5 separate regions of the Mus musculus genome follow, and regions 1, 3, 4 and 5 are each linked to region 2. The links are chromatin contacts, called in public Hi-C, HiChIP or PLAC-seq and promoter capture Hi-C maps. All regions are on one chromosome and are shown on one strand. Each heading gives the region's core, a stretch centred on a gene start, on an enhancer-like site or on the middle of the called end of the contact. The rest is flanking DNA. Distances are from core to core; before and after follow the strand shown.

Region 1 (3,725 bases), core at 957-3,456, 230 kb before region 2:
ACATGCCAGAGTATCCCCTTTCCCAGGTGCTGCCCTATACCCCTGGAAGCAGCCCAAACTCAGTGGTCATACAACCAGTGGGACAACCGCCTCCCCTGGCTATGGCCATTCCTCAGGGGCTGCTGAGTCCCAGAAGCTCAAGTGCCCATGTCAAGGCCCAACCACGATCATCATCACAGTACTGTCACTCCAGATAAATGCTACCCCCACATCAGGGCCAGCCTGCCAAATGCTTCTAGTTTCCTATCTCTGTAGCAAAGTGGAGTCAAGGGTGTGGGTGAGGCCCTACAGACCTAAGGCTCAGGGCTACTGCTAAGAGGACCATGGGGGCAGAGAAGCCTGTGTATCCAGGGAGAGAGGAAAAGAAGAAAAAGGCTCGTCCCCAAGGACAAGGGCCCAAGCTCTGGGGAAGCCAGACTAGCCCTGCCTGCCAGGATTCCCAAGTCCCAGGCAATTTGCATAATATTCTTTGCAAGTTAATATCAGACTGATAATGATCTCCCTCACAGCAGAGCGGCTGAGACGCTGTTACAACACTAAGTAATCATATTTTAAATTATGTTTCCCTTTATAGAAAGGTGTTGCAGAAACATAGACATGAAATCTGTCTATTGCAGCCCACTGCCAACCACCTGACCAGCTCCAGCACTGCCAGGTGCCCACAGAGCTGTCCTGGGAAAGCCAGTCCTGGGGACAGAGAGAGGCTGCTGGCCATGGGTCACATGAACACACATCTGCATATATACATACATATACATATGTATGCACACACATCCAACCCACCTGCCCAGAAGTCACACAGTCCTGCCCTGAACTCTCAACTGTCCTGGGAAGAAGACCTGGGGAACCCCCCTTTTCATAGCCCAAAACCCTAGCCAGAAACACCAGTGTGCCCTTAAATAGTCCCAGGTAAAGGGGAGTAATGGGGGGGCGGGAGTCTCCTATCACACACATTCCAGCTTCTAGTCTCTTCCCTGGGGAATGAGTATACCCAATACCCCAACCTGGCCCTCAGGCTCACACCCCCCATCCCTCTAGGCTCTTCCTCTTGTAAAACCACACCCCAAATACACATCTTAAAGCTGAGGGATGGGCTCTGAGCTTGCCCAGTGAGGGAGAGAGCCAGGCTTTCCCATTTTCTACTCTCTTCATTTCAGGACCAGGACCGGCCACTCAACCTCTATTTTCTTAAAAGCTTCCCCCCCCCTTTTTTTTATTTAAGAAAAAAAAAATCCAATTATAGCACAAATCTCTCAGCAGGGGTCAGTGTGGAATAAGAATAGCCAAAGTTAATGGACATGACACAGGCAAGATAAATGCCTGAAGGGTTTCAAAAGTTGTATGATGCAGATTTCATTAACATTTTAATTGTAATGTATCTTTTTAATCTTCTCTCACCCTAATGGCTTTATATCTTTAAAAAAAAAAAAAGAAAGAAAAAAAAACTGCTGACAACAACAAAAAGTATCAATATACAAAACTTAACAAAGGCGCTTAGCAGCACAATAGTAACTAGATTAAATGAGCAAAAGCTGTGTTAACATTGTGATTTTTAAAAGCAGAGTCAAGAGTGCAGCAAAGAGTGGCTGGGCAGAGGAGGCCGGCCAAGGACGAAGGCCCGGGGCTCCAGTGGGGAGGGAATGCCCCATCCACAGGTAGCAGCCCACACCGCCCACCCCCACCCCCACCAACACCAACACCAGCAACATAGGAGACAGAATGGAGAGACTCCAGAAACATCAGAGGCTGAGGCAAGCAAGCCCTTCTCTCCAAATTGGGCTGTGAGTAAGAAGAGACACTCAGAAGCCCCCATAAAAGGGGCTTCAGCCTTTCATGTTGGAATGAATCCCACCAGGGACTGCAACCACTTTTAACTATGGACATACTGTTACTTCTGACTTTTACAAAATGGAAGTTTTCAAAGTATTCTTGGATCTAACTACAGAGGAATTGGGACATTTTATTTTCAATCAATAAACATTCCTTGGGGGCTGCCTTTGCTGGACCCAGTGCACTTTACCCTATATCCTCCTGCCTTTCAGATGGCAATCCCTCCCCACTGGAATACCAGGGGGCACTAGCCACCCCAGGATCAGACAGCTCACAGGCCTGACTCCTTGCTCACCCCCAGTGACTATATATGGGCACTTTCAGGCCCCAAGTTGTTCCCGCCCCACCCCACCCCTGCCTGCTTCCCAGACACCAGCAAGGGGCGGGCCTGGAGCTGGAGGCCCATCTGTGGCTGGGTGCCCTCCAGGATGCCAGGCCTGGTGCAGGGAGGAGGGCATGATTCCTAAGAGCCCCAGCCAGCCCTTCCCCAGGGACCTGGAAACAACTCCAGAGAAAAAGCCTCCTTCCCCCTGAGACGGAGCCAGCCTCCCCTTAAAGGGCCAGCAACATTCTCACCAAGGGTCTCCTCATCCCAAGGGCAGCAGGCCAGGCAGAGCCTGCTTGGAGACCTAGCTTGGATTCCAGAGAGGGACAGCCTGGGGAGGGGGCAAAATCTCCAGTAATCTGGCCTTAAATTCCTAACTCAGAACCCAGGCCTGGCACTGCAGACTCCAGGGCAGGCAGATCCTGGGTCAGAGTCCATGCTTTGCTCTGCTCAGACTCCTCTCTGGGCGAGAGACAGCATGAGCTCCAAATTGAGGACACAGGCCTGTAGGCTGGGAGAACCAGACACACAGGTCTCTGCTTCTAAAACCCCAACTTCCAATGTCAAAGACAGGCTTGGCCAACTGCAGCAGAGAGCAGCCTGGCTCTAGGAGAAGTGCAGGTGATGCCAACAGGAGACAGCCTAGGAAAGAGTGAGAATCTGCTAAAACAGCAACAGAGGTTGCCAGGATCCTTGCACTGGAGAGCAGGCTAGAGCAGCCACCTCGGGCCAGATCACATGCTGCTGCTTCTCCTGTAGTCGGGGCCCAGCCAGGGGATGGGGGTGAGAATGCTGTAAGGCTGAAAGGAAAAAAAAAAAAAAAAAAACAAATCCCAGGAGGAGGCAATGGTGGACAAGGCTCTGAGAAGAGCTGCCCACATCTGAGAAACTATGTTAGATGCTAACCAAGCTTCTCATGATAACTCAGGGCCAGGCTGCTCATACTGCCTGAGTAGAAGAGTCTTGCCAAGTCAGTCCTAAACAGACTCTAGTGCTCCTTCATCACCTGATTATACTCAGGCAAAGCAGACTTTATACACTCGCCCACTGGCCAGCTGCAGGAAGCATACACCTGCTAGGAACAGCTAAAGCCCAGTGTCCCGGGGGCTGGTGGTGACTGCCCCTTGCATTGAGGAAGTGTCTCTTGCATTACCACATGGCTCTGCTCACTTCTCCAAAAGGCCAAACCTGGAGTAGGGTATAAGGACACATACTTGTAATCCCAGATCTTAGAAGGCTGCAGGGTCAGGGGTTCAAGGTCATCCTCAGCTACAGAGTGAGCTCAAGGCCAGTTTGAATGACATAAGATTCTGTCTCAAAAAATAAAAAAATAATAAAAAAATAAAGCAAAGCAAAAACAGGTCTCAAAGTCCACACAGGTGTGACTCAGATGAGGGTGACCCCTAGAAACATCGCCATGGGTACCCGCATCCAACCCCATTCCAACCAGCCATGACTCTTCAGAGCTGGAAGGCAGCCTATGTCACCTCGAGAATCTAGGCACAGCAGGAGGCCACTGTGGGCCAGACACACAAAAGCAGCAGCTAGTAAGGCAAGGGTGGGTATCTGC
Region 2 (3,697 bases), core at 996-3,495:
TGTGTGTGTGTGTGTGTGTGTGTGTGTGGTGTGCCTCTGCCTGGATCACTCCCCTAAGCCTCTGAGCAGCGCTCTGCTCCTCGGCGGCCACCCAGAGCAGCCAGTTCTGCTACAGAAACCAAACCTCAGGGCTGGGCTGGACACTAGCTCAACAACAGAAGCCACCAGGGCTGGGGGTGGGGTGGGGGTGGAGGCAGGTCATATAGAAGGAAGAAGTAAAGAGCTCTGAGGAACAAAAAACCACCTGAGGCCACGAGCCTAACTCAAGACCAGATCCAGCCCTACTTAAGAAGGAGACCGACTGCACTGGGACAAAGCCACCCCCGAAGCCACCACTGTGGCTATCATGGGTGGGCATGAGGCTGGGCTCCTACAGCCACAGAGTTGTTCTGACTTCACAAGAGAAAAACAGGAGCCCAGGCCCGGTGCCTGGAGGTGATGGCTTTTTACTGACAAGGAACAGCAGCAGGCTTGTGAGGCTCCAAGTGAAGGGAGCGACTTTTGGGAAGACTGGAGTCTGCAGCTGTAGGAGTATGCAGATCAGCTCTGTCCCATCTTGCCAGGGTTGGGGGGATCCTCATCCCCTTCTGGGGTGTCAGGGGGTACAGCAGCCTCCAGAATCAGTTCCAGGGCACCGTCACCAGACACTCGGCGTACCTCCTCTCCTCTGGCTGCTAGGATCTCTTCAATATTCCTGCAAGACAGTAAGAGCAGCATCAGCCTTACTCTGGGCTCCCTCAAGGGCATCCCATGGTCATCTTGGGCCTGGAACACTTGTCCCAGCATCCAAGTGACACCAGTACCTTGCAGGCACCTAATGGCACCTTCACCAAATGTATCTGTTAACAAGTCCTCAGAAGCCATCTCTCTCGTACAGTGTACCACCAAGGGCCGTGGCCCTGCCTCTCACCAGGTAACACCCATCCCTGCATTTCAGTCTTGTCCCTACATATCAGAGCTGAGATTTCTCTGCAGTCCAGGTCTAAGAGGCGAACCCTAGAGACCCAAGGCCTGCACACTTATCACAGGCTATCTCCTCTGTGGCTCTGCCCTTACTCCTGCCACTGATCCCTCCTCATAGAACATTAAGAAGGCATCAGGCACAGCCTCCAAACTGACTCCTGGCCCTCCCCACTGCTCTCCCAAAAGTGGGAACACCACTGAAGGCTGCCCCAGTCCATAATCTGACACATACCCTTCCATCTGCCCTGAGTTGGCAGAGGACAAAAAGCCTCCACTAGAGATTGATAAGGCCCCTGGCGAGATCAGAGGTCAGGCAGTGACAGAGGTAGAGCCATAGAACTAGTTTGCCATATTTGGGGCCATTCATGGTTCATCTGAAGTTCAAATTCAACTGCTTCCAGGTCCACGTGGAAGCTGGGCTGTCCAGGTAGAGAGATCCAGGCAATGGATCCAGGCTCACACAGGGCCACAATCTTACTGTCTCCTACCCCTCCCAGCTGGCCTCACCTCTTCCCCTTCAGGTCAGAGAACCAGCTTAGGTTGTCTGCGATGATGTGGTGGTTCTGGCAACCAGGGCAAGTCACGATGACCACGCCCTGGTGATAGGCCAACTTTGAGATGCGCTTGGATGACCGAGTCCCACAGACCTAGCTGGGTTAGAGAGGTGGTCAGGCAAGGCATACACAGGAAAGTCTCTCCCAAGGTCTAACTCCATCCCGAGGGACAGCCTCAACCCTTTCTCTGATGATCCCACCTAGGCGACGGCGTCATTTCTAGACGCCTGTCTCCTGATAACCCAACCTAGAAGGCCCTGTGCCTCATTCCCACCCAGCCATTTGTAAAGACTCCGCCTCCTCCCTGGTCCGAAGGATACTTCCACGTTTCTGCCAGGACCCTACACCAACAGGAAACCAGCCAGCACCAGGTGTTGCCGACAGCGCCCACCTTGCAGGTGTAGACGAGTTGATAGTGGTCCGCTTCCACGCGCCCCAGCGCCGCCGCACGCCCTGATCCCGGCGCGGAGCTCGAGCTCCGCCAGCCCGAGGCCCAGCCCCAGGCCCAGCCCCGAAGTCTCTCCGCGGTCTTTAGGCGAGCCCCCAAATCCCAAAGCCGCCGCGGTCCGGAATCCCGGGTCCGCACACTACGAAGTAGTGTCGGCATGCGGCTCAGCGCTGTCCGCAACATCCCGCCTGCGAATCCTTAGCCACCTTTTCTTGCACCGCCCCGTGAAGCTGCGTCGACCATTTTGGTAACGGGCGCAGCGGCCGGAAGCGGCCCTCTTCGGCTTCCATCCGCCACCGGTGCACTGCTTTCTGTTGCCCCCTGGTGTCGCCCCGCTTGCATATCCAACCAACAGGCTCAGCTCGGTGATTATTTTATTTAGTTGCATTTTCTAATTCTAATACAGTAAAAAAAAAAAAAAAAAAAAAAAAACCGCAGCATCCTTTCACAATTCCACAGATGCTCAGCCTCGGCGCGGTTCGCTAGGAGCCCTCGGTGTCGGTGTTGTCGCTGCCTGTCGTATTCCCGCGATCCCCTTCTCCCTGCCGCCAGCTGTTCTGCATCTTGCGGAGCGCCCGCTTCCTGTGGGGCCCGCAGTGTGAGCAGGTAGGCACAGGTGTCCCACCCGCCAGCCGTCCTGCCCGCCGCCCCACACCTGCGGTAGTTCTCGAAGCTCTCCTTGAGGCGCCGCCGCTCCTTCTCCGGGGGCTCGCTGCTGCTGGGCCCCATGCCCTAGAGAAGGAACGGGGCCGGCAGCTGGACAACGGGGCGGGCAGCTGGACACCGTGGCCTTACCACGGCAGCCCTGGGACTCCAGCAGGTGTGGAGCATAGCTAGCTGGCCGTGGGGTCTGCTGGACTCCGAGATGACTGAGCGTGGGGTGACAACCCCTTTGTAGCCAGGTGAGTGGAAGACTTCTTTGCAGTGAACAGCAGTATGGGTGTCCTTACATTGTCCCCTCCCCTGTCCAACCACCCCACTATCCAAATGTTACATCCTACCCATACACTACCAAAGACCTTGTGATCCCCAGCTGTCCAGTGGCGTCACCCTCCTCCCCAGGATCAGCCATGTAGTAACCAGGGCTCTTGGGAACCCCAATCAGCCTTACATGGGTCAGTGAAAGATGCTCCTTGTTCAGAGCCATAAAGGGCTGCTCTGGGCTCTCCCTGTCTGCCAGTACACCTGAAAGGAAGATCTGTGCTTATGGGGGCCCCATCTGGTATGGCCACCTCCCTCTGCAAACAGCCCAACTAGCATTAGCCTAGGTCAGCCTTACGGGCTGGGACCTTTGCATGAGTCCAGTGGGGACTGCATTTCACAGAAACAGGCTGAGCCCTTGACTGCTACATCAACAGGGCTCCTACCATCAGTCACCCATACCGCCCAAGCTGACTGTCACCAAACACAAGGACAGATGGCTAGGAAAGACTCCAGGTCCCCATGATTATTTGCGAATGCATGCCCCAGTCCATGTCCCTTTTAGCTTGGCAACATTTTTGTGTCTAGTGGTTCCCATGGGTGGTGTGGGGGCAGCCTCAGTGGAGAGCTCAGGGCATCGGGGGCCTGGGTTAGTGCAAGTACACCATATTAATTAGAAGAATAATCATTCCAGGTAGCCAGAGCCAGCATGCCCCAGGTCCTGGGCAAACCAAGGCTCAAGCCTCTAGGTAGAAGATGTGCAGGGAAGGCTATGAACATCAAGAAACAATTATATCCAAGGAGGGCTCAG
Region 3 (3,679 bases), core at 27-2,526, 170 kb after region 2:
GTGTGTGTGTGAATTCCAAGTGGCAGGAGCCAACCTGAAGAAGCAGCTCACTCATTTGGTCATGTGGAAGGGACCTATCCAGCTCTACTCCCTATCTACTCCCTGGGTTTGGTAGCTGGAGGCAATCTTGGCTATACTGTGCCAAGGCTAACTTCTTATAGCTTGGCAGGTGCCTGCCTGTCTTCTGGGCACACACCTCTCCTCTGTCCAGGTCTGCTGCAATGCTGCTACCCCTGCAGGCTTCAGGAAGAGAGGCCTGTCCTGTGAAGCTTTGTGGTGGCTTTTGGAGCCCCCTGGGTCAGGTCATCTTGACTCTGCTCTGAGTCTTCACTGGCACAGAGCCTGGCTGAGCTGCACTGGAAAAGGCTCGGGGTGAACGGCTATGTGAAAATGGTCATTTACCCTACAGAGTGTGCTCCAGATGTGCAGCTCTGTGATGTGCAAATATGCGTGTGTGTGTTCCTGTGTGGGGGTGTCTATATGTGAGTTTTGCTCAAGTGCTTGCTGTCATGTTTGAAAGTATAGATGTACTTGTGAGCATGTGTGTGTGCTAACACACGTGTGTAAGTTTCTGTTTTCATACTCTTACTGGTAAGTGACCTGTAGTGTGTGCATGTATAAGCATATACAAATTATAACATCTGCATTTGGTTGTGTGTTTTTATGCGGAGAGGGATGAAGGGGAGGGAGGTCACCTGGGTCTGTCTTAGAGGACATGGGTCTCTAGCAAGGGATGGCCTGCAGAGGCTGAGTTCCAGGGGTCTTGACCCATGGGCTTCTCCACAGTGATACAGAGCTGAGCTGAGCTGTCTGGGCTCATCCTCCTCTGTGTAAATTTGCTGTAGTGACCCTGCACAGCCTCTTACATCTCCAACTGCATGGGGGACAGAGGCCAGTCAGGCTCAGGGAGGCACTGTGTAGCCTGAGGTCTCTGTGCTGGTCAGACTTGGGAGGCTCCGGTTCCTACTTTCAGGCAGGTCAACCTGGTGGCCTCCCCATTCTTGGTCTCCCTATGTGTGCCACACAGAGGGCTTGCATTGCTCTGTTTTGACGTTCTTAGCTGCGTCCTCAGTATAGATCTGCACCCCTCCAGGTCTTACTTATTCCAGGCTGGGCTCCCCAGAGAAAACATTTCCTCACACCACCCCCACGGGCGACAGTCCCAACATCTGGTTGGTGTTTGTAGCAAGCTGGGGGCGGAGGAGCATCTGCTGAGGGAATCAGCCATGTGGGAATCTGGGTCCTGCTTCTAGGGCTGTGAGAACTGGTGTGTGGAGGGCGGAGCTGGCCTGCCGGTCACACTGGCAGATCACATTTCCTGGTCTGTCCCAGGCTAGTGTGTGTAAGTTGGGGGGAGGGGGTAGCCTAGGACATGACTCAGAGAGTTGGTGAGCAGGCCAAAGCGGCACTGAGATGTTCAGCTCAGGTGTTGATGCTGGTGTGGGGGTGGAGATGGGGTAGGGAGAGGGGGGCCTCCTCCATGGACCAGTCTCCAGGTCTGGAAGGTTTACTAATGTTGTCAGTGACTAACTCTATATCCTAGGCTAGCTTTGAACTCACAGCAACCCCCCATACTTCAGCTTCCCAAGTGCTGGGATTACAAGTATAAACCTCTAATTTTTAAGTAGGGGGTTTATAATGCTGAGGAATCAAACCCATGGTGTCATGTATGCAAAGGGAAGTACTCTGACAAGAGTTCATCCATTTTTATGCAGAGAAGAATTCCAGAAGAACACATAGTCCTGAGTGGTAGAGAGGACCACAGGTAGGGGCAAGGGAGGCCCTTAGTACACTGGGGCTGCATCCGGGGTCTCAGTGGACTCCTAAACTGGACCCAGCTGGAAGGAGATCCCTAGGTTTGGACTTGGGGTACACTTCTGCAGAGACGGCTCAGACCAGATCCATAACCCACTGAGAGCCTCCACTCAGCCCTTCCGGTGAGGTAATGGGAAAAGCTTGCCTTGGCTGCCTGGCCCCCCTGCCAGAACTGAACATCCCAGAAGCCCAGAGCCGCCTGTGAGTTTATTCTGCTCTGCAGAGTGGGTGGATGGGGTGGGATGTCTGAGCTTTGCAGCAAGGGCAGGAGTTGATGTTCCCACCTCCCCCAGCCTCACAGGCCTGGCTCCTGGTCAGGTGTGTGCTCCTCCACCACCCCTCTGTGTCCTAGCTCCAGCCGGGGACTGGGGAAGCGTTTCCTGGTTCCCAGACTCTACACGCCAGGGACTTATTTATTGCTAAACGTTGTTTTTTTGTTGTGTTTTTTCACATAACCCTCCCCCCCATCCCAAGACTCAGGAAAGCCAGGCGCCAGGAGCTTGGAGGAGCCTGGCCGGAAAGGGGACAATTAAATCCAGGGGAGAAAGAGTTAAAGCCAGCCCCCCTGCCACTTTCCCACCCTCTACAATTCACCAGGAAATAAACAAGAAGGGTTGCTTCCATTCACCCTCGGAAAATTCAAGGATTTCCTCTGGTCGGGTGGGACTGTCCCCCAGATCCCTGGAGCCATGGAGTGGCAGGGCAGGAAGGGAACCCTGGGTGGGCAAGGGCTCCCCTGGCCAGCCCCCTGTTGATTAGGAGAAGGTCTCTTGTTCTGTCTCCAGAAATTCCAGCTAGGTGGTCAGGGGTCTCTTGGGACTCTGGGAGACAGCTGGGCCTGTGGGAATTGAGCTCTTTTGGAATCAGAGTTCATCCAGAGCCGCTCAGCATAGAATGTTCCTCCATTCTTCTTCCATCTGTTTCAGGGACTCTGCTATGGCCTTAGCAAGACCGCTCCTGACTCCAGGTGGGAGACCCACTCGGAAGCCCACAGTTGCACCTGCATTAAAGTGATGGGAACAAGCTGGTTGTGGTTGCACACCCCTTTAATCCCAGTACTTGAGAGGCAGGAGCAGGTTAATCTCTGAGTTCAAGGCCACCCGGGTCTAAGATGTAGTTCTAGGACATCCAGGGCTACACAGAGAAACCCTGTCTTGAAAAAACAAAAAGAAAGGTGAAGCAGTCTAAAGAGGGTGAGCCATGCCTCTATGCCCCTAAAGGAAGCAGCCTTGGCAGGAAGGTACTTGGAGGAACAGAAAAGGATGAATAAGGCTGCCAGGCAACGGACAGGTAAAGCGACCAACTGTCACACGCTACTTCCTAGGGACACCTTCTGAGTTTTGTTGCTATTGTTGAGACAACCTGTCTTTGTATAGGCTACATTGACCTTGAATCATAATCTTCCTGCCTCAGTCTCCTGAGTGCTGGGATAGCAGGTACACCCCACAGTTCCTGTAGGTACACTGTATCTTCATCTGGTCCTCAGGGGAAGGAATTTGGAAGCAGATGCCATGATCCATGATTCTCCATCAGAAGCTGGCTGGAGGTCAGACACAGGGCTGGAGAAGGAAAGAAAGCCGCTGTGCTAGGAAGGGTAGGCTGGAGGGTGGATTCCCTACTGGAAAGGTTCAGAAGCCTGTAGGGCAAAAGGTCACGTCTAGGTTTAAAAACCCACCAACTCCTGAGCTCAGAATCCCACCAATCCCCGGGATCAATCCAAGCTCAGTACTTGGAATCCCACCAATCTCCACTCTGGAAAACTCTGCCCCCAAGGAACCCTATATAAAGCCTGTCTCCTGCTCAGTTCAGTGCTGTTTCTCATCGGAGCAGAGGCAACCACCCTCTTTTGTCTCTACCGATAAAT
Region 4 (3,609 bases), core at 833-3,332, 250 kb after region 2:
CCCTTAGTATAGCAGTCATCAACCTATGGGTCTCGGCTTCTTTGGGGGTCAAATGCCCTTTCACAGGGGTAGAATATCAGATAACTTGCATATCAGATAGTTATGATTCATAAAAGTAGCAAAATTACAGTGATGAAAATAATTTTATGGTTGGGGGGGTCACCACAATATGAAGAACTGTTTAAAGGGTCATACAGCATTAGGTTGAAAGTCTCTGCCTTAGAGTGACTGTATGCAGCACCCTTGGAAAGCATCACTATAGCTGAGCCGGCACCAAGGGAATTTATTATAGAATTTATTATACACTGGCCCTCTGGGGTTCGGTTCCCAGAGCACCCTGTCCTGGCTGGGGGGATCTTGATCCCTTGCCTCCTTCTTTCCAAACTCTCCCAGTCCGCAAACCTTTCTGTCAAATTGCTTTTCTGAACCTCAGTCCCATCTGTTGCCCAGGCAGAGTAGCATCTGCAACCCAAGCTTGGCTGGCCTAGGCCAGGGAGGCACGAGATGGGGATGAGTCCATATGTGGACTGAGCAAGCCTCCACCTCCTAGCTAGTCAATCCCTTTCTTTTCCACTCACCCCTCTCTACGGTCATCCCTGGAGGATGTCATGCTTGCAATACTCCAAGGGCCCTGCTGTTCCTATCTCAACTCATCGCCTTATGAGGATTTAAGACAGGAACCCTAAGACAGGGTGGGGAGGTGGGGAGCAGGCCTCCCCACCCTGTTCTATGCACCGTGAAAAGTGCATAGCTAGGGCACCCTTGTCTTCTGTGCAAGGGTCTCCTCTGCATGTCTGCTCCCTGGGACACTGGATAGTCACTATAAGCACCTGAGAAATGAGGGCTGGGACCCACAAAATATGGCTGGTCAGGACAGCATCCTAACCCCAAAGACGACCAGATACAGCCGAGAGTCAGGAAACCATCATTCACAGTCCTTGTAACTACCGCGGGGGAGGAGGGGCTTCAGGGGCACAAGGTCCGAAACACCCAGGCAAGGCCAAGGCCAGGACATTGCAAAACCCACCCTCTCAGCAGTCCAAATGGGGCAGAAAGAAATGTAGCAACAGTCTCCTGGGAGTGTGGACAGGGAGAAAGGACTAGAGGCTTTTTCTCTCGGGCAGCCCCCATTGCAGGACAACCTAGCCTGATCTCCATACCTGTACCTTTTGCTTGTCCACTAAGCTTCCCTGCTCTGGGAGATGGGCAGAGGAGGATTCTGGCCACAGCCTCCTTCCTTTATTGCTAGCAAGCCAGGTCCAAAGACAGTTCGGCCCCCACCCCCCAGAAGAGGAAGTTAATGACAAGGAGAACCTGTGGCTACAACCTGGGCACAGGTGTCTTCTAACCGGCAGAGAGGTGGAAGCACGGACCGGAAGCCTGGCTAGGCTTCGGTTTCCCTGCTGGTGAAAGTGGGATTGGGCCTGTCCCACCTTCGCTCGGCCCCCTCCCTCTCCCAAAGCTAGCGGCGCGCGCAAACCCGACACTCCACGCTGCGCGCAGGGGGCGCCGCAGGGCCGAGCCCTACAAGCGGCGCACATCGTGACACGCGCCCCTGGGACGGGAAGCCGCGTCGTCGGAGGCTCCGGACCGTGGGGACGGCGGGGCGGGCGGGGCAGGAAGGAAAGAACGCGAGGAGCTCAGAAGTTAGGAAAGCGGAAGCGCGCGCCCATCCCGGCGTCCGGCCCCCTTGCCTCATGTTATCCACGGTGCGGCCGCCGTGGCGCAGCAGGCAGACGATCGAGGCCGCGGCGGAGAAGGACAGGCAGAGCACGCAGTAGAGACCGACCTTGGCGTAGAACCTGGCTGTGCGGCTCAGCTGCACAAGCAGCAACAGCAGCAGCAGCGCCGCCGTCAGCCATGGCCACGGGTCCATGGCGGCCGCACCCCAGCCCCGACGGCGCCGCCGCCCTCCACCCGCCGCCCGCGCCCCTTTTGAGGAGCGCCGAGGGTAGAGGGCGGGCCAGGCTGGAAGCCCAGAGCTAGGTGCGGCCGTCCCGCCCTGTTCCCGCCCCTCCGGGCCTGGCCCTGCCGGGGGGCATCGCGCCCCGCTCCGCCCCGCCGCGTCCTGGACGCGGACCCCGCCTCCCTCGGCCCTTCGGGTGTCACCCTCTCCGCCCCGCCCCTCCCTGCCACCCTGCCCCTTGCGGCAGGACATTGAGGTTCCCTCACTCGTCCCGCGGCTCCCATCTCTGAGCTGCCGGGTGGCCTGGGCTCTGGCGTTGCCTCCCACGCCCCTGCACCGGGGCTTGCGGCCACAAGTCCCCAGCCTGGCACCGCAGCTCCCTAAGGGTGTGCAACCGACCTAAGACGTGCCCATTATGCCAGTCTTGTCACCACACAAAGGACCATTGACCGGCTACTGAGTGACCAATGGTTACCTGACTAGGCCACCTGGCTGGTGGCCTGGGCCCTTTAGGTTCCCTTGAGCAGGGAGACTGAAGCCCTATTCCCATGATGCAACGAGCTGGGGGAGGCAGAAGGAGTAGTGAGAGTTTTGGAGTGGGGGTGTCTCTGGGGTAATGTGGCACCGGGGACCTTCTGATGCCCGGCCAGCAGTGTGGATCAGGCGATTGTGTTCCCATGCGCACTGTGTTCTAACCGCCAGCCTGTAGTTGGTGCTCACTGGGACACTTGTAGTAAGAAGCCTTGGGCTTGCAGGCCAGCCATATACATCCTTCCTGATCATGTTCTCAGAGCAGATGTCAGTGACAAAATGCATCTAGCTTCTTTTTTGGTGAGGTTGGTCTGCACCTAGGTGTGGAACTCAGCGATGGCTGTAGATATTAATGTGCCCACAGGCTCCCCTATATCCAGGCATTCTGAGAGAATCTCTGGTTTTCTCAGATCCGGAGAGATGATAATTTTAATATCTACCTATATAACTGTGCTTAGCTTTTTTTTTTTTTTTTAGACTTATTTTATGTATGCGAGTACACTGTAGCTATAGGTTGTGAGCCTTCATGTGGTTGTTGGGAATTGAATTTTTAGGACCCCTGCTCGCTCCGGTTAGCCCACTCAACTCTGGTCAACTCTGCTCCCTCAATCCCTGCTTGTACACCAGAAGACGGTGTCAGATCTCATTACCGGTGGTTGTGAGCCACCATGTGGTTATTGGGGCTTGAACTCAGGACCTTCGGAAAAGCAGTCAATGCTCTTACCGGCTGAGCCATTTCGCCAGCCCTGTGCTTAGCTTTTAAAGCAGGGCCAAAGCTGTGCCAGGGTGGGTAAGGAACCACCAGGAGTCACTCCAGCTTCAGGCTTCTGTGCTCATGAGGTTGCAGGCAGGGTGAGCTGCAGGGTTTCAGCTTCTCTGGTAGAAGACCCAGATATGCTTGGAGAGAAGGGGGGGGGGGAGAGGGGTGCTACGGGGCTGCTAGGATCCCAGCTGAGATCTCCAAGGCATCAGGTCCTCACAGCTCTGCAGCCCCCTCAGGAATGTATGCTGAGTCCTTCCTGCCTTTTAATTCTAACCAACCTGGTGTCCTTTTTATTTATTCATTTAGCGTATTGGTTTATGTTTTTAAGGTTTTTTGTTTGGTTTGGTTTGGTTTGTTTTTTTGGGGGGTGGGTTGTTTTTGTTTTTTTGAGACAGGGTTTCTCTGTGTA
Region 5 (3,320 bases), core at 580-3,079, 210 kb after region 2:
TAAAAGAAGAAAGGAAGAAAGAAAGGAAGGAAGAAAGGAAGGGAGGGAGGGAGGGAGGGAGGAAGGAAGGAAGGAAGGAAGGAAGGAAGGAAGGAAGGAAGAAAAAAGACAGAAAGAGAAAAGAAAGCCAAACTAGCAAAAGCAACTCTATTAATACTATAAGTAAAACATTTTCTTACCTCCAAAGGTTACTTTTCTACCTTGTTTTAAAAGAAATTAAGATAATTCATGTGACGCTATAAGAGGGAGCCCACCCCTGATATTGTTAATGATTTTTGGCTATAGTTGCAGACAGAGCCTAGCATAACTGTCATCAGAGAGGTTTCACCCAGAAACTGATGGAAACAGATGCAGAGACCCACAGTCAAACATTAGGTAGAGCTCAGGGAATCATGTGGAAGAGGGAGAGGAAGGATTGTGGGAGCCAGGAGGGTCAAGGGCACCACAAGAAAACCCACAGAATCAACTAACATGAGCCCATAGGGGCTCACAGAGACTGAACCAAGGAGCCTGCATGGGACTGACCTAGGCCCTCTGCAAATATGTAACAGTTGTGTATCTTGGTGTTCATGTGCTCCTAACAGTGGGAGCAGGGCTGTCTTTGAGACCCTTTCCCCCTACTGGGCTACCTCATCTGACCTCTTAGGAGAGAATGCTCCTAGTCTTACTGCGACTTGATACACCAGGGCTGTTTGATAACCATGGGAGGAGGAGGAGATGAGGGAGTGGGGAGGCCTGAAAGGAGAGGACAGAGGGACATTTCAGTAGGAGTGTAAATTTAATTAATTAATTAATACGATAATTCATGTGCTTTGCATGTTTGTTGGGTCATGTGACCTAGGTCTGGCTAGGCATGTTGAATGTCGGAGATCAGAGAGATCCATCAGGATATAAGGGCAAGAGGTTGAGGGTAAGCGGAGTAACAGAGAACAGAGAGGCCCAGGGTCCTTTGTGAGTCTAAGCCCAGGGTCTGGGCTGAACCTCAGAGCTGGTCAGACTGGATGAGAAGGGCTGGGGACAGTGAGGAACTGAGCCACCTGGGGCTGCTTGCCCAGCAACCAAGGTCAGCTTCAAGTCACCTCTCCACTTCACTTGTGAATAACAGCTCTTCCCATCCCGAGGGAGCCTGTGGCCACCAGACACCTGCTTTCTCCCTGTTCCCACAGTTCTTGCCTTCCCTCCACAGTCTGTCTTGGTACCTTATTGGGGCTCGCCAGACTCCATTGGCTTCTAAAGGCTCTCGGGGACACTGAGGCATGCCACCCAGGCTACAGTCCCAGGGCTATAGACCTGCTTTCAGTACTGTGAATGCCAGGTGTGCAGCTGGAAGCCTGCAGCCAGACACCCTGAAGTTAGGTTAGTATCCTGAAACCTAGACACCACAGATCTCTGGACAAAGCCTGTAGGCTGCCCTCCCCAGCCTTTGTACCCGAGTGCAGAGTACAGAGCCCTAAAGGGCCTTCAAGTGCTGTGAGGGTGGACACTGCACCGTGCCTCTACTTAACAGAGCTCCGTGTGCAGGCTCAGGTGTGACCTGCCTCTTGTAGGGACCCTGGAGACTGAGGTCCTCACTGGATACTGCACCCACCCACTGCCCGTCCTGTACCCTGGTTTCTCTGACAACCCAGTTACCTGTTGCTGGGGGTCAGACGTGTCTGTTGCCAGGGCCAGGGATGGAGCTGAGCAGAGGCAGTAAGGCAGAACAGGGATGTCCCAGCCCACTCTTCTGGACACACAAAGGCCTGCTGACCATCCATATGCTGCTGCTTTGATTTGTTGGGGCGGGGGCTGGAATTGGCTGACATGCTCCAACCTATCGACCTTGGCACAATGGAGCACCCTGCAGGCAGGCTTGCGTATCCTTGTGCCCCATTACCTTCTCAGAGCCCCTTCAACTGGGCTACAAGCATCCCAGCTGCTGCAAGCCAAAGGAGTTATTACTCAGCACTCATGCTTTGCTGGCTGAACAAGAGGTGTTCGGTGAGGGGCTAACGAGGGGATGTCAGGGAATGGAAACTGAGAGCAGCATCAGCCCCAGAGGATGAAGCATGGCTTCCTGCTGGCCTCAGGAGCTCCAACACAAATGCCTTGTCTTCATCTGTGTCTGCCTTGCCAAAGTCCTCTCCAGTCCACAGTAGCACTAGTATGGACCCACCTGTGGTCCTGTGCTGACTTCCAGTCAGGACCGTCAAGTTCCTCGTCTCTGAGAATGGGGAGCTCCCATCTGAGGGGAGGTTGCAGAGGAGGCCTGGACTAAGAGTGGGGAACCCTCCTTGCCTCTTTTAGGAGAGCTTCCTCCTTCTCCTCCCCTCAAACTTGTCTTTACCCCTCCCCCACAAACCTTCCTAGTCTTCAAGCAGCTGGTATCCCTTGGTAGGCCATGAGGATACTGAAGGGTTTTCGGAGGCCTGGATATTGATGGCCATTGGGTCTAGGGTGGGAGAGAAGCTGAGGAAGGTACAGGGTCCAGACAAACTGTGGGTACCTGGAAGAGTGGGATCACACATACCTATGTACACAGGCTACATCCATGACCGTTTCTAAAGCCACATTGTCCCCTTGTGGTCACCTTGTGGTTCTGCATCATCTGGGATTCCTCCCAGACCAGAAGTGAAATAAATACGAGGTGCTCAGAGCAGGCTGGCAAGAACTCTGGCCACTTGGGGTTTACAGGGACGGAGGAAGGGAAGGAGCTGGGGAGCCCCTTGCTCTAAACACTGTGGTTTGAACTCAGAGCCTGTGTTTTTGACCTGGAAACCTACACTTCCCTCATCCACCCCAGGGTTGGAAGGAGAGGACTCAGGACCTCTCCAGAGAAGCAGGGCCAGGGCCAACAGGGGTAGGTAGGGACCTGCTCCTCCCCACGATCCAGGCCGGTGGGGAAGGAATGGCAGGGCTGCCACCTCCAAGGACTGCAGACGAGGAGATTGCATACCAATAAAGCAGAAAGAAAACAAGTAGATAGAACTGAGATTAGAATGGACCAAGAGGGAGCTGGGGAGGGGAGGACCGGAGTTTACATCCCAGAACCAGCATGGCAGCTCACAGCTGCCTGTGACTCCAGTTCCAGGGACCCAGCACCTCTCATACAGACAGACATGCAGGCAAAACACCAATGCATATAGAAATGAACGAGTTTTTAAAAAATAAATAAATAAATAAATAAATAAATAAATAAATAAATAAATAAAATGGACTAACAAGCAAGTCAATGTAACACAGTTAAATCTGGACAGACTTGTAAAAAGATAGCTCTCAGAATAAACCAAGGAAGAGACATACTCCACCAAAGTCAGGCTCCAAAGATGGAGCGTTGGCTC

The links. Promoter capture Hi-C pulls out the DNA fragments that hold promoters and counts their contacts. A called contact is a pair of places that touch in the nucleus more often than the background predicts. HiChIP or PLAC-seq counts read pairs in DNA pulled down with a chosen protein or histone mark.
Region 1: a contact with region 2 is called in a FOXA1 HiChIP or PLAC-seq map of pancreatic cancer cells. The contact joins the enhancer-like site here to the promoter of Dnlz in region 2. A contact is called at or near these places in 10 of 39 promoter capture datasets (embryonic stem cells, erythroid cells, fetal liver and 4 more), 2 of 115 datasets of contacts at active chromatin or transcription factors (embryonic stem cells and pancreatic cancer cells) and 1 of 9 other capture datasets (liver).
Region 3: a FOXA1 HiChIP or PLAC-seq map of pancreatic cancer cells shows a contact between it and region 2. The contact joins the enhancer-like site here to the promoter of Dnlz in region 2. A contact is called at or near these places in 6 of 39 promoter capture datasets (the C10 cell line, cranial neural crest, embryonic stem cells and 2 more), 1 of 115 datasets of contacts at active chromatin or transcription factors (pancreatic cancer cells) and 4 of 9 other capture datasets (adipose tissue, embryonic stem cells, liver and 1 more).
Region 4: a promoter capture Hi-C map of neural stem cells shows a contact between it and region 2. The contact joins the promoter of Agpat2 here to the promoter of Dnlz in region 2. A contact is called at or near these places in 15 of 39 promoter capture datasets (the 3T3-L1 cell line, the C10 cell line, HPC-7-derived erythroid cells and 7 more), 2 of 484 Hi-C or Micro-C datasets (CD8 T cells and bone marrow-derived macrophages), 19 of 115 datasets of contacts at active chromatin or transcription factors (the 230-238 cell line, the NIH/3T3 cell line, the SCID.adh cell line and 11 more) and 4 of 9 other capture datasets (adipose tissue, liver, macrophages and 1 more).
Region 5: a Hi-C map of bone marrow-derived macrophages shows a contact between it and region 2, with 36 read pairs. The contact joins the enhancer-like site here to the promoter of Dnlz in region 2. A contact is called at or near these places in 23 of 39 promoter capture datasets (the 3T3-L1 cell line, 3T3-L1-derived adipocytes, the C10 cell line and 12 more), 4 of 15 datasets of contacts at CTCF or cohesin (CD8 T cells, embryonic stem cells, large pre-B cells and 1 more), 11 of 484 Hi-C or Micro-C datasets (the HL-1 cell line, LSK cells, the N1E-115 cell line and 6 more), 31 of 115 datasets of contacts at active chromatin or transcription factors (the 230-238 cell line, the HPC-7 cell line, the SCID.adh cell line and 19 more) and 4 of 9 other capture datasets (adipose tissue, embryonic stem cells, liver and 1 more).

What each region holds. Positions count from the first base shown.
Region 1 is chr2:26,116,510-26,120,234 of GRCm38.p6, forward strand. It overlaps a transcript of Nacc2 not described here. Among named protein-coding and RNA genes, the nearest start is that of Tmem250-ps, 22 kb to the right of the region's middle. Within about 2 kb of position 2,207, at least 86 of the 459 cell types and tissues checked have an H3K27ac peak or open chromatin away from gene starts, as enhancers often do. A contact at or near this core is called in liver and pancreatic cancer cells, where this site is marked.
Region 2 is chr2:26,349,865-26,353,561 of GRCm38.p6, forward strand. Dnlz (DNL-type zinc finger) reads right to left here and starts at 2,246. Exons shown (of 3, transcript NM_026828.3): 1 at 1,909-2,246; 2 at 1,471-1,610; 3 at 1-694. The coding sequence starts at 2,148. The coding sequence ends at 541. It overlaps Card9 (caspase recruitment domain family, member 9), which reads right to left. Exons shown (of 13, transcript NM_001037747.3): 11 at 3,077-3,150; 12 at 2,621-2,697; 13 at 2,323-2,547. The coding sequence ends at 2,448.
Region 3 is chr2:26,524,600-26,528,278 of GRCm38.p6, forward strand. No RefSeq gene overlaps it. Among named protein-coding and RNA genes, the nearest start is that of Gm35978, 23 kb to the left of the region's middle. Within about 2 kb of position 1,277, at least 108 of the 459 cell types and tissues checked have an H3K27ac peak or open chromatin away from gene starts, as enhancers often do. A contact at or near this core is called in pancreatic cancer cells, where this site is marked.
Region 4 is chr2:26,602,335-26,605,943 of GRCm38.p6, forward strand. It overlaps Agpat2 (1-acylglycerol-3-phosphate O-acyltransferase 2 (lysophosphatidic acid acyltransferase, beta)), which reads right to left and starts at 2,083. Exons shown (of 6, transcript NM_026212.2): 1 at 1,695-2,083. The coding sequence starts at 1,876.
Region 5 is chr2:26,559,277-26,562,596 of GRCm38.p6, forward strand. No RefSeq gene overlaps it. Among named protein-coding and RNA genes, the nearest start is that of Gm36171, 5.8 kb to the left of the region's middle. Within about 2 kb of position 1,830, at least 11 of the 459 cell types and tissues checked have an H3K27ac peak or open chromatin away from gene starts, as enhancers often do. A contact at or near this core is called in the SCID.adh cell line, bone marrow-derived macrophages and pancreatic cancer cells, where this site is marked.